Regions from separate parts of the Rattus norvegicus genome. Here region 1 is linked to region 2. Evidence: chromatin contacts called from public Hi-C data. All regions are on one chromosome and are shown on one strand. Each heading gives the region's core, a stretch centred on a gene start, on an enhancer-like site or on the middle of the called end of the contact. The rest is flanking DNA. Distances are from core to core; before and after follow the strand shown.

Region 1 (5,086 bases), core at 530-3,029, 91 kb before region 2:
CATAGGTCCCTAAATAACTTCTTCTCTTTAACAGAGTCTTCAGAATCTAAAGTCTTATTTATATATTATGAAGTTACTAGACTAATTGGCAATGTATTAATGATACATTTAACTATAAAAACTTACTGGGGAGAAAAACCACTGTAAGATACAAATTATAATTTTCCAGTAAACATTTAAATCCTATCCTGCTAACTAAAAAAATAAGTTACTACATAACTTGGAGTGCCAATTACATGCCTGTAATTTATATCCTGTTTCACCTTACAAAGTACAAATTCAATCAGCATATTAAAATTCATTAGTTAAAAAAATACTTATCAAAACACAAAGATTCACCAAAGTTAAATGAATGCTAGCTCTCTCCAAGGTGAACTCTCCCCACACCCAAGCAGGCTGGAGGTTTCAGTTGGCAGGGATTCCCAACTACTGTTTAAGATGTCACCTTGCCTCCTAGACACACCCATTGCTGTAACCATTTGGCAAAGGAGTAAAGTAAGTAGTGCAAATTACTGTCCTCATTCTTTTACAGGAAACACGAGGAGTCTCTTATTTAAGAAAAAAAATCTCTCTGAAATCTCCTCTCTCATACACCCTTTAAGTGCACAGTTTCTGACAGCCAATACTGTATAAATGAACTGTAGATCTAATAACTAAGATGGGATGGCAACTCCTACACCGAAATACAAGAAACACAAACACAAGCGTTCAAGGAACGCTGCGTGTGGTAGAGGTGAACAGGAGTGCACCTGAGTACTCAAGAATTTAGCGACCCGCCCCTTAATTGCTACTTTCACTGGCTTGCTTTCGCTGTGGGCAGAAAAAGTCTTTGAGACCCTAACTGAAGGCGATTGCTTTCCCTTTATAAACTGTATTTGGAGAAAGCGCCCGACTTCCAGCATAAAGCTTGTATTCTTCAGCGATTAAAAAAAAGAAAGAAATTAAGCATCCAGTCTGGGTAGTGGAAGACAGCACCAGATGGAGTGGAACAAGCAGCACTGCGCGGAGGGGGATGGGGGAACTGCTAGGGTCCCCTCCCCCGCCCATCCCCGCAGCGCCGCGGGCCGCCCAGACCTCCGCAGTCCTGCAGGTGCCAGCGCAGCAGCTGGGGCGCGAGCCGAGCAGCGTCGGGCGGCGGCTCCGGGCCCCGCGCGCCCACCCCACCCCCAGCGCCTGCTTCCCGCACCGGCAGGACGCACAGGGCGCGCCCCGGGCCGGCTGGCTTACCTCGCCTCGCGGGGATGCGGGCTAACGGCGCCCGCTCGCCCCGGGGCCCCGCGCTCCTCCTCACCCCACCCCCCGCGCATGGCTGCCGGGCGGACAAAGGCGCTTCCTGGCGCCCGCGCTTAGCCGTGGCCGTTGGCGGCGGTTTGAATCCGGCCCCAGGGCTGACCTTTAGCGCCGCCTCAGCCGCGGCGCCCCGCGCTTGCTCTCCCGACCGACCACACCGCCCCTCACCCCTGATCCATCTTCCCCCGGCCAAGCTCCGCAGCCGTCCCCCGACTCATCTAAGGGAACCCAAGAGGACCTGGGTGGGGGACACCTGCGACATGACCGTCGCGGGGGCCTCCTGGCCTTTTTGGTGCCATCCCTCTGGGGAAGACGGCTCCTCGAGGGTCAGCGCGGGCAGGTCCCCCTCTTTAGTCAGTCCGCTTCGGCATCTTTCCCCCACCGGCGCCGCCGGCCGCTCGGCTACGCACTCACCATGCTGCAAGGGCTACCGGTTTCCGAGACCAGAACAGACAACCACTCGACTCGCTCGCTCCACTCGGACTAATTCTCCTCCTCCGCCCCCAGCTCCTCATAAACACCTCCCTCCGCCTCCCTCCGCCAGATCCCTCCGCCTCACGACAGATAACGGAACATAGCGAACGAGTCCCGGCCAGCCCCGTGTGCCCCCCTCCACTCCGGGAGACCCTTTTCTCCGCAGTCACCGGTCAGACAGGCAAGAGATAAAGGGGAGCAGGGGACGGGTGACGTAAGTGGGTTTCACTCCCAGGCAAGCCGTTAAAAGGCCGGGGGAACCGCGCCTGGGGGGCGCTACTTTGCGGCGCGGAGGAGCACCGCGGTGGAGATGGACACTGCGAACGCCGTTGAGCTAGCTGCTGATTGGCTGGTTTGTACCTGCAATGCGTCACTTGCTCTCAGCCGGAACGCGGTGCGGCTTCTGCCGTTGCTGCTCGCGCCGGGCTGTCCTGGCAACTGCGCCAGGAGGCAGCGTGGCTCTCTTTGCGCTTGGCTGGAGGACCTTCTTCCATCCGTTCTCCCTGCCACAGGCACACGCACACACTTACCTTCCCGCCCCGTATGGAGGTTTCGACAAAAACAACATAAGCCAATAAAAAAATAGAACTGAAGGACCCCCACCCCCAGTAAACGCCCACCCCGCGCCCAGTTGCTGCATCAGGGAGACCAGTCGTTTTTCATTTCATGGTGCAGCTCAGCTGACAGACTAATCAGAAAGGGGCTTCCGTTTATGCTTCCCCTTTACTTTTCTTGCCTAGCAGTAAGTTATCTGAAAGGTATTCAAACCTACGGTATCAGAGTATGTGCTGTTGAAAACCCAAAGTAGACGACCAGAAAAGGATGATGGAGGTTAAGGAAACGAGGACTTAATCCTCAAAATTTGGTACCCAGACAAGACTGATGGAACAACCACGGCCCAGAAAGAATTATGAAGATGGTGAAGTCAGAGACGAACTTCCCAGTGGAAAGAGCACCACCATGCAGACCCTCGAAACGAGCAGCATTTTAAAAAAAGCAAGCCAAGATGAAACCAACTTTTGAGAAGAAGCCTGCCTTTCACGATACTTTCCTGTTTGGCAAGAACATCTCGAAGCTAACAGCTATCTGCACCCACTCGGAAAGCTTCAGTCGGATTTAACCTCCTTTACCTAAATTAGACATTCCCTCACACCTTTGAACATATCTTGTAATGAAGCCAGTGCTGGGACCTCTTTCAATCATGCAAACCAGACATTAAGCGGCCTTCTAATTAGCACTGACAAAGTCCACACCCTTTCAAACGGATGCCCACTCAATGGGAAAACAAAACAAAACAAAAAGCCCACCTCAGATTTCTGTTTCCATTATCCTTGCCATTGTGGTGCCTTGATAATTTTGAAAGGGGTGGGGGGAGTTAATTAACCTTATCCTACAAATGAGATAAACATCAAGTGAAAATATTACTTTAAAATGGGCACCTCTACTCAAGAACCTGAGGCCACCGTTCCAGTGCACTGCATTCTGGTAAATTCCAAGGTTTTCCAAGGTATACCTCAGAAATCTGTGATTCCTCTCGGATCTTCAAATGGAAGACCTACTAATGATTTTTTTTTCTTTCAGCTGACTCACTAAAAATATTCTCTTTACACAGTACCCCATTAGCATGCAGTGATTTTACATATGAAACTTTTAATGGTGGGAAATTGACAAAATGAATAATTGCCTCCTCTAGGGAAGGAATTTTTAAGAGGATTGGTGTATAATGCATGATCAGCACAGATCTGTGCCTAGAGAAGTGCGGCGGCACTGGGTAGCAAGTACAAAGAAATAATTTTTAAAAATAGAGGATACAGGAAAGTTCTTCCAGATTCCCTAGGTTGGATTTTGGTAAAGCCTGTCTTGCGTAATCTTCCTTGCTGACCTCTCAAGAAGAGAAAGAAAAGTCAAGGTTTACATTGAAAGCCATTGTGGTTTGTGTGTATTTGAGATGGTTCCAAGTCAATTTATTTATAGAGCCCTTGTCTTCTGAAGTATGACAGAGGGCTCAGCCTAACCCAGGCAGTTGTCAGTGAAAAGCAAGTCAGGGATGGCCATGAGCCTTGAACACATCTTTTCTCTGTCCGATTCCCAACGTGAGATCTTAGAGTTTGTTACCTTTGTCCGTCTTGGGAAAAAATAAGAATGAACTTCCCCTCTGCTGCTTCTTCCTCATTTTCTGAATTGAGATAACACCAGTCCTATCATTGGATAACTTCCTTTCCCCAGCTTCTCTCTTTTAGCCAGTTTTGCTAGTTAATAAGGCAAAAACAAGAACAAACAAACCGTAATGTCATCCTTGAATATAGTCTATGGGTTCCTCAATAAATTAAAAAAAAAAATTAAGTCCTACTTTTTCCAGGACACTGATCATATGTAATACGTCAACTTCTCTTCTATGATCTAGAATGGAATTGGGAAGGTAGGACAGAAGTTATCTTCGTCCGTGGTTCAGATGGAACCTAGCTGAGAACGTTAAGCTGTTTTCCCTTTAATGAGGCAAAGCAGGGCTGAGATGATGTGACAGTTAACTTTCCATCACCGTGACAAAACGCCTCAACTTAGAGTCATGGCCGCTGCCACTGCTGCTCCCGCTGCTGCTGCTGCTGCTGCTGCTGCTGCTGCTGCTGCTGCTGCTGCTGCTGCTATGGCTTCACAGTCATGTCCGTGTCATGTTCAGGCTGTTAGTGGAGGAGAGCATCCTGGGGGCAGCAGGAGAAAGAACCAAACTCTTAGCCTCCAAGAAGCAAAAAGAACTTGCTTTTATAACCAGGCCCCTCCCCGCTCCCAAAACCATTAATCCATGAGGCCGTGAATGAATTCATCTATCCATGAAGACAGAGCCCTCCCAATCCAATCACCACCAAAGGTCCCAACTCTTGAATACTGTTGCTTTGAATACTGTGCCTGCCACACGTGAGCTGTTACAGAATACTTATGATCTAGTCCACTGCTGGAGAGATGACACGACAATTAAGAGCTCTATCTAGCTGTTCTTTCAGAGGACTAGAGTTTAGTTCCCAGCACCCATGTTGAGCTGCCTACACCTCCAACTACAGAAAAGCCAGTGCCCTCTTCTGGCCTCTGCAAGCACAGGTACTCATGTGTGCAAGAGGGCACACGCACCAGCACACACACACACACACACACACACACACACACACACCCCAAAAACCTGACTGCTAACAGACAGGAATCCAGCCAGATCATAGTTTTTCTACCACATTCTCAGCTCAGTGAGGGTTGAAGAGTGTAGGAAGTGAAGCCATTACCTTAAAGGCTTATGCTGAGATGGGAAAAGTTGAGGGCCTTCTAATTTGATGTC
Region 2 (5,723 bases), core at 312-2,811:
TTTTCCCCAGAATCACGAGGGTACAAATGCAAGAAACAGATCCAAGGAGCATGTGCTTCAGGTCAGAGCTGAGAAAACTCAAGGATGGCCAACAAAGGACGCTTCCTGAAGGATTCGAAGCTGCCGCCCATCTGGTCTCAAGCCTGAGAGGGAAAAGGTGGGAGAGGCAGCTCCCAGGAAGGACAGATCAAACTATGTTCTCTCAAGTAGATGTATCAAAACAATGTGCCAAGTGCCTTAAAATAGGGTGGTGGTGGGGAGTTCTTGGCCCGAATCTCTAAACAAAGATTAACAAGAGGAAAATAGTTTATTAAAAGTGTGGCGCATGGGAGATAAAGGAAGGAATGACACTTCCACAAAGAGCAGTACAATTTTAGGAAAGGGGAAGGCGGAAGAAACAAGAACTACACTCCCCAGAGGTATCGACTGTGAAAGGCAAATCAGAGAGAGGAAAAAAAACAGGAGACAAAGACTCTTCAATCTCTGCTTGCTGCGTGCCACTTCTGGCGGACGAAGGTCTCAAGTGTCTTCCATGATACCACCTTCCGGGTAAAGCGGAGAACAGGGACATCCGTGTACATTTCCATCCAGCTTTTAGGCAAACGGGGGAGGGAGGGTTCCTCTTGCTTCTGTTCCTTTTCAGCTGCCTTTGCTCAAAATAATCCTTATGCTAAAGTGGCCCGTGTCTGGGTGGTGTGTTTCGCTACCCTTCAATAGGATGGGCACAGCTTCAAGGCTATGTAAGGGACTTAGGCCGACCACCTAGTGAGCCCTTGGAGCAGTGAAAGAGCCCGAGGTAAGGCCTGGGAAGACCTGGCCTGGGGCAGGGGTGGGTGAATGTGGGGGAGTGGAGGTGGAGGGAGGGGGAACGGGACTATGTGACACAGGTAAGCAGCTGGATGAACAGGAGGATGGCAGAAGAAGCCCCTAGGCAAAAAAAGTCCTTTCGTTTAACCCAAACAGGACAGGTTCCTATCACGCTCCAGGCTCTGCAGGAGTAAATAGGGCCCGAGTCCTACTTCGGGGGTCCTTAGCCTCTTGCTTAGTCCCAGGACTTTGAGGCTATTAATGGTAGGGCAGGGGGGGCGAAGGAGGCTCTGGCATCTCTCCTGCCACAAAGCCGCTGATCCTCACGGTCCTGACAATCGTCCGCAGGATCTCAGGAGGAATCCCTCTCCCGCGGCCACACCTGAGAGGAAAGGGTGGGCCGGAGAGAAGGGACTAGGGTGACCTTCCGGTAAATACACCTATAGCTGCAGTGGGGGGCTGGGCAGGCGACGGCGGAGGGCCTGGAGCCCTCCCCGGATTCATCGGCTCCCCTGCGCCCCCTGCCGGCCATGGGCCGCACTCCACGCGCCGCCGCCCCGCCCTCCGCACCTGCGGCCGCTCGCCTCCCAGGAGAGGAGGTGGGAGGTGGGGGGGGGGGAACCTTCGGTTGTTTAGGGAGTGGAGGCGTTTCCGGAAGTTCCCTACCTGAGGGGACAACCCGGGACGTCCCCAGACCAGAAATTTCACCCTTAAGAATTACCGAGGGGTGGGGAGGTGACGTTCTTAACTTTTATTGGTTATTAATGCTGTGCGTTTTCTGGGCGAGCTGGGGGAAAGAGCCTGGAAAATGTCATCGACTGAAGAAGTCATTCACTTCTCTTAGCGAGGCTTTTAAATTAGCGCTCGTGTGCCTGGGCAAGCCTGAAGGGGACTCAGAGCCAACAGTTGTGCCCGGGGGAGGGCTGCAAGGAAAGGTTTTCTCCTGCCTGTCTTTTATCTCTAGGTAGTGGAGCCTCCCTCCTCCTGGAAGTCCGCCTTATTCTTCCTGAGCCTCTGTTACAGCCAGTGTCAGTGTCTCAGTTTGGTAGGTCAGGGTTCTCTGCCTATTTTTGATGAGTTTTTTTCCTGAAAGACTCTAAGCCTATTCTGTGTCCAGGGGCAGAAAGCCCTATCAGTGCGCGGCTGATATCTAGGGAGGAGAAGACACAGACACAAAGAGCATCCCATTTCCTGACCAGTCAAGGAGAAACTCCCACCATCCTCAAGTTCCCTGCGAATTTGGTCCCATGTTCCCGAAGATCTTTGTGAGTACCCCGAAATCTGAGCCCCGAACGGTTTGCTCTCTGAAAATATCCGGATGTCACTTAAGATCATGGGGACTTTAAACCTCTCTAGTCTCTCCTCTCCTCATCCCCTGCAATGGCTCCCCATTTCCCTCACAAGAAAAGCCAGAACTGAAGGCTACCCACAACACCTATGAGCCTCCTGCTGCGGCCACCACCCACATCTCTCTGGTCACTTTGTCTACCCTGCTGTTCCTTAACTAAGACAGAAATCAGCCTGGGCTCCGGCCCTGCAGCACACTGGGAAGTACGAGCCAGAGTGGCCAGCTCAGAGATAAAGTACACGTGAGTGCTCAAGGGAGGATGTAAACCATTAGGAAATAAAAAGAAAGTGTGAGTCAAAGTGATGGGTGGGGAGAGGGGAAGGCGCTCCAACCCGGAGAACAGGGAGTGGCCAGGAGGCCGGCTCCACCGCAGCCCAAATGGGAGATGGGGACCGCGGGGAGCACTTTGGATTCTGAGAGATTTGTAAGAATGGTGGCTGATTTCCTCCGTTCTCCACGACGCCAAGAGCCTCCTTCGTTTCTGGTGTGTCGTCTCATCTCGCCAGTCCCCGCCCATGCCCCCGTCAGGTCCATGCCCTCCTCCCACCCCCAAAGGCTAGAAATTGTATAGAGCACCTCTGGGTGGTCTGACTGGGGTCCCAGCAACCTGCTGCCTCCTCCTACCCTTCTTCCAGTTGCTAATCTAAGTTCCTGCCTGAGCTGCAGAGGGTCACAAAAGTCCTGTGTCACATCTTCCCTGCCCTGACCAGGAGGAAACCAAGTTTCAAAATGGCCTTATTTTGCAATCTGACTCAAAAGGGTGTGGAGTGGAAAATTATAGACAGCAGCCACCAAGGGACTTCGGCTTAATATAACTGGTGACCTGGGAAACGGCAGAGGCAGAAAATAATTTCTTCATTCTCGGACTGAGGGACAGAGAGGGTTATTCGAAGCAGAGTCAAAATAGAGACTCCTTCAAGCCAAGGGAGAGGATTGACACATGTATGGGTCAGAAGGGAAGCCCTCCCACTTCCTCCCGGCCCCTCCCTCCAGCTTTTCTCTGCACTTTCTGCTCGTCCACCCGCTTCCCATCCCACCCTCTTGGCTTTCCTGTCCTATCTCCGCTTCTTCTACCCCACCCCCGCCCCTGCTCGCTTCTTTCCCTCCTTCCTTTGATCTGTTCTTTCAGCTTAAGCAGCAGATACTTTAGCTCCTAACCACTTATTAAAAGGGAAAAATCATAAATCTTATGCAGATATCAAATGAGCACCTGTCAGTGACTGCCTTTAACCCATCAATTAATGAGTGATCTAGAAACATGTTGCAAACAGTTCACAGGAGAATCCCTAAACAGACATTCTGAAGTGATACAATTTGCCACTCGAGACATGTTAGTCCATTGGCAGTAAGCACATTTACCGTGTTGTATGGGCGCTCCTGAAGGACAGATCTAGAGCTTTTCATTATACCGGACTGAAGCTGCATACTCATCAATATGATAACTCTCCATCCCCCCCCCTCACACACACACACTCACACACTCACTGGTGACCGTCACTCTGACTGAATCCTCTTAGTACTTTATATAATGGACTCATATGCAAATGTAAAGAAAACCATGAAGCCCTTTGAAGACAATAGAAAGGAAAAATCCTCATGGTCGGTCGAAGGTTTAAAACTACCAACAGATAGTGTCCAGGATGTAGGTGACAGCCATGCACCCACTGACAGGACATATTTCAGTCCAGCCAAATGTAGGTTCATCACCCATGGACTCAACCAATATTGGATATCAAGGTCTTAGTCTGAGAGTTAATATTGCCAATGTTAACAGGGTCTTGAATCACCTAGGAGACAAATCTCTGGGCATATCTGTGAGGAATTTTCTTCACTAGGGTAGCCTCTGGGTGCACCTATGAAGGACTGCTTTTTTTTTTCTTTTTAAGATTTATTTATTATATATAAGTACACTGTAGCTGTCTTCAGACACACCAGAAGAGGGCATCAGATCTCATCACAGATGGTTGTGAGCCACCATGTGGTTGCTGGGATTTGAACTCAGGACCTCTGGAAGAGCAGTCAGTCTTAACCACTGAGCCATCTCTTCAGCTGAATGGACTGTCTTGATTCTGTTAGTCTCTGGCCCTTACCAGAGAGATGGTCTGGATTCCACTAATTGAGGTAGGAAGACCTACCTTAAAAGTAAACTACATTGGGGCTGGGGATTTAGCTCAGTGGTAGAGCGCTTACCTAGGAAGCACAAGGCCCTGGGTTCGGTCCCCAGCTTCGAAAAAAAGAACCAAAAAAAAAAAAGTAAACTACATTAAGCCAGGAGGTGGTGCATACCTTTAGTCCTAGCACTTGAGAGGAAGGGGCAGGAGAATCTCTGAGTTCAAGGCCAGTCTGGTCTATAGAGTAAGTTCAGGACAGCCTGGGGGCACACAGAAAAACCCTGCTTGAAAAATAAAACAGTAGGGTTGGGGATTTAGCTCAGTGGTAGAGCGCTTGCCTAGCAAGCGCAAGGCCATGGGTTCGGTCCCCAGCTCCGGAAAAAAAAAAAAAAGAAAAACAAAACAAAACAAAAACAGTAGACTGTACTTTCCCTGCCCTCCAGTCTTAGGCCACATGGAAAGGAAGGCAGGGCGTGGTAGCTCATTCCAGAGACAGGCAGGTGGATCGCTGTGAGTTCCAGGCCAACCTGGTCTACATTGTGAGTTCCAGGACAGGCAGGGATATATAGGGAGACCCTGTTTCTAAACAGAAAGAAAGAAAACAGAAGCTAACTGGACTGGGCCCGTTTGTGTTCTCTGGGCCCGTTGTTCTCTGCCACTGTGGATCACTGTGACCAGTTACCTCGAGCTCCTGCCTCTCGAACTTCCTTCCCATCATCATGGACCGTGACCCTTGAACCATGAGCCAAAATAAACTCACTCTCTCTTAGTTGCTTTTGTGGATGTGTTTTAATCACAGTCCATCAAGAGGAAGAAATCGAGGAGCTGGAGGGATGGCTCGGCAGTTAAGAGCACTGGCTGCTCTCCCAGAGGTCCCTGATTCAATTCCCTATAGAGCTATAGCTCTCTTCTTGCCTGTGTCTGCCTAAGTAACACAGTATCACTGTCTGCATAGCCTCTACACTGCCCTGGGTATTCTAAATAACATAGAGAAGCTTTAATATATATGGAAGGGTTGTATGTCACATACAAATACTATCCCTTTTTATGTAAGCACCCCTGGATTTTGGTGTCTAAGAATCCTGGAACTAATCCCCCTGGGTCACCAAAAGAAGTCTGTATAACCCTTTGTATAACTGAAGTCATTCAGCGGTGTTTGAGTATGCCTGAACACTAATGTGTTTGAGGACCCTGACTTTCCTACAGCCTAGGGCCATTAAGATAGCCTGGGCAGAGTTGAGCCTGTGCAGGGGACAGACAATGGGTGTTCTAGCCACTAAGGTGCACATTCACCCATGTCCCTGTTCCTCAATGGACAGTCCTGTGAGAGCTATAGAGTTTCTGTCTTGGCTGAATCTAGCTGGGGCTCAGAGGCAGGCATGGGGTCACCTGGGAGACAGAACTTACTGGAGATATGTGGGGCCAGGTATTGAAGCCCTGACTCGAGGTCGAGAGCA

The links. A called contact is a pair of places that touch in the nucleus more often than the background predicts.
Region 1: a contact with region 2 is called in a Hi-C map of the A7r5 cell line, with 3 times the contacts expected there. The contact joins the promoter of Calm2 here to the enhancer-like site in region 2. A contact is called at or near these places in 11 of 12 Hi-C or Micro-C datasets (the A7r5 cell line, the Rat2 cell line, Schwann cells and 7 more) and 1 of 1 datasets of contacts at active chromatin or transcription factors (oligodendrocytes).

The regions. Positions count from the first base shown.
Region 1 is chr6:12,841,863-12,846,948 of GRCr8, reverse strand. Calm2 (calmodulin 2) reads right to left here and starts at 1,779. Exons shown (of 5, transcript NM_017326.3): 1 at 1,705-1,779. The coding sequence starts at 1,707.
Region 2 is chr6:12,749,914-12,755,636 of GRCr8, reverse strand. LOC120103462 (a long non-coding RNA gene) reads left to right here. Exons shown (of 3, transcript XR_010052445.1): 2 at 1-796. Among named protein-coding and RNA genes, the nearest start is that of Calm2, 92 kb to the left of the region's middle. Within about 2 kb of position 1,561, at least 50 of the 93 cell types and tissues checked have an H3K27ac peak or open chromatin away from gene starts, as enhancers often do. A contact at or near this core is called in the A7r5 cell line, Schwann cells and liver, where this site is marked.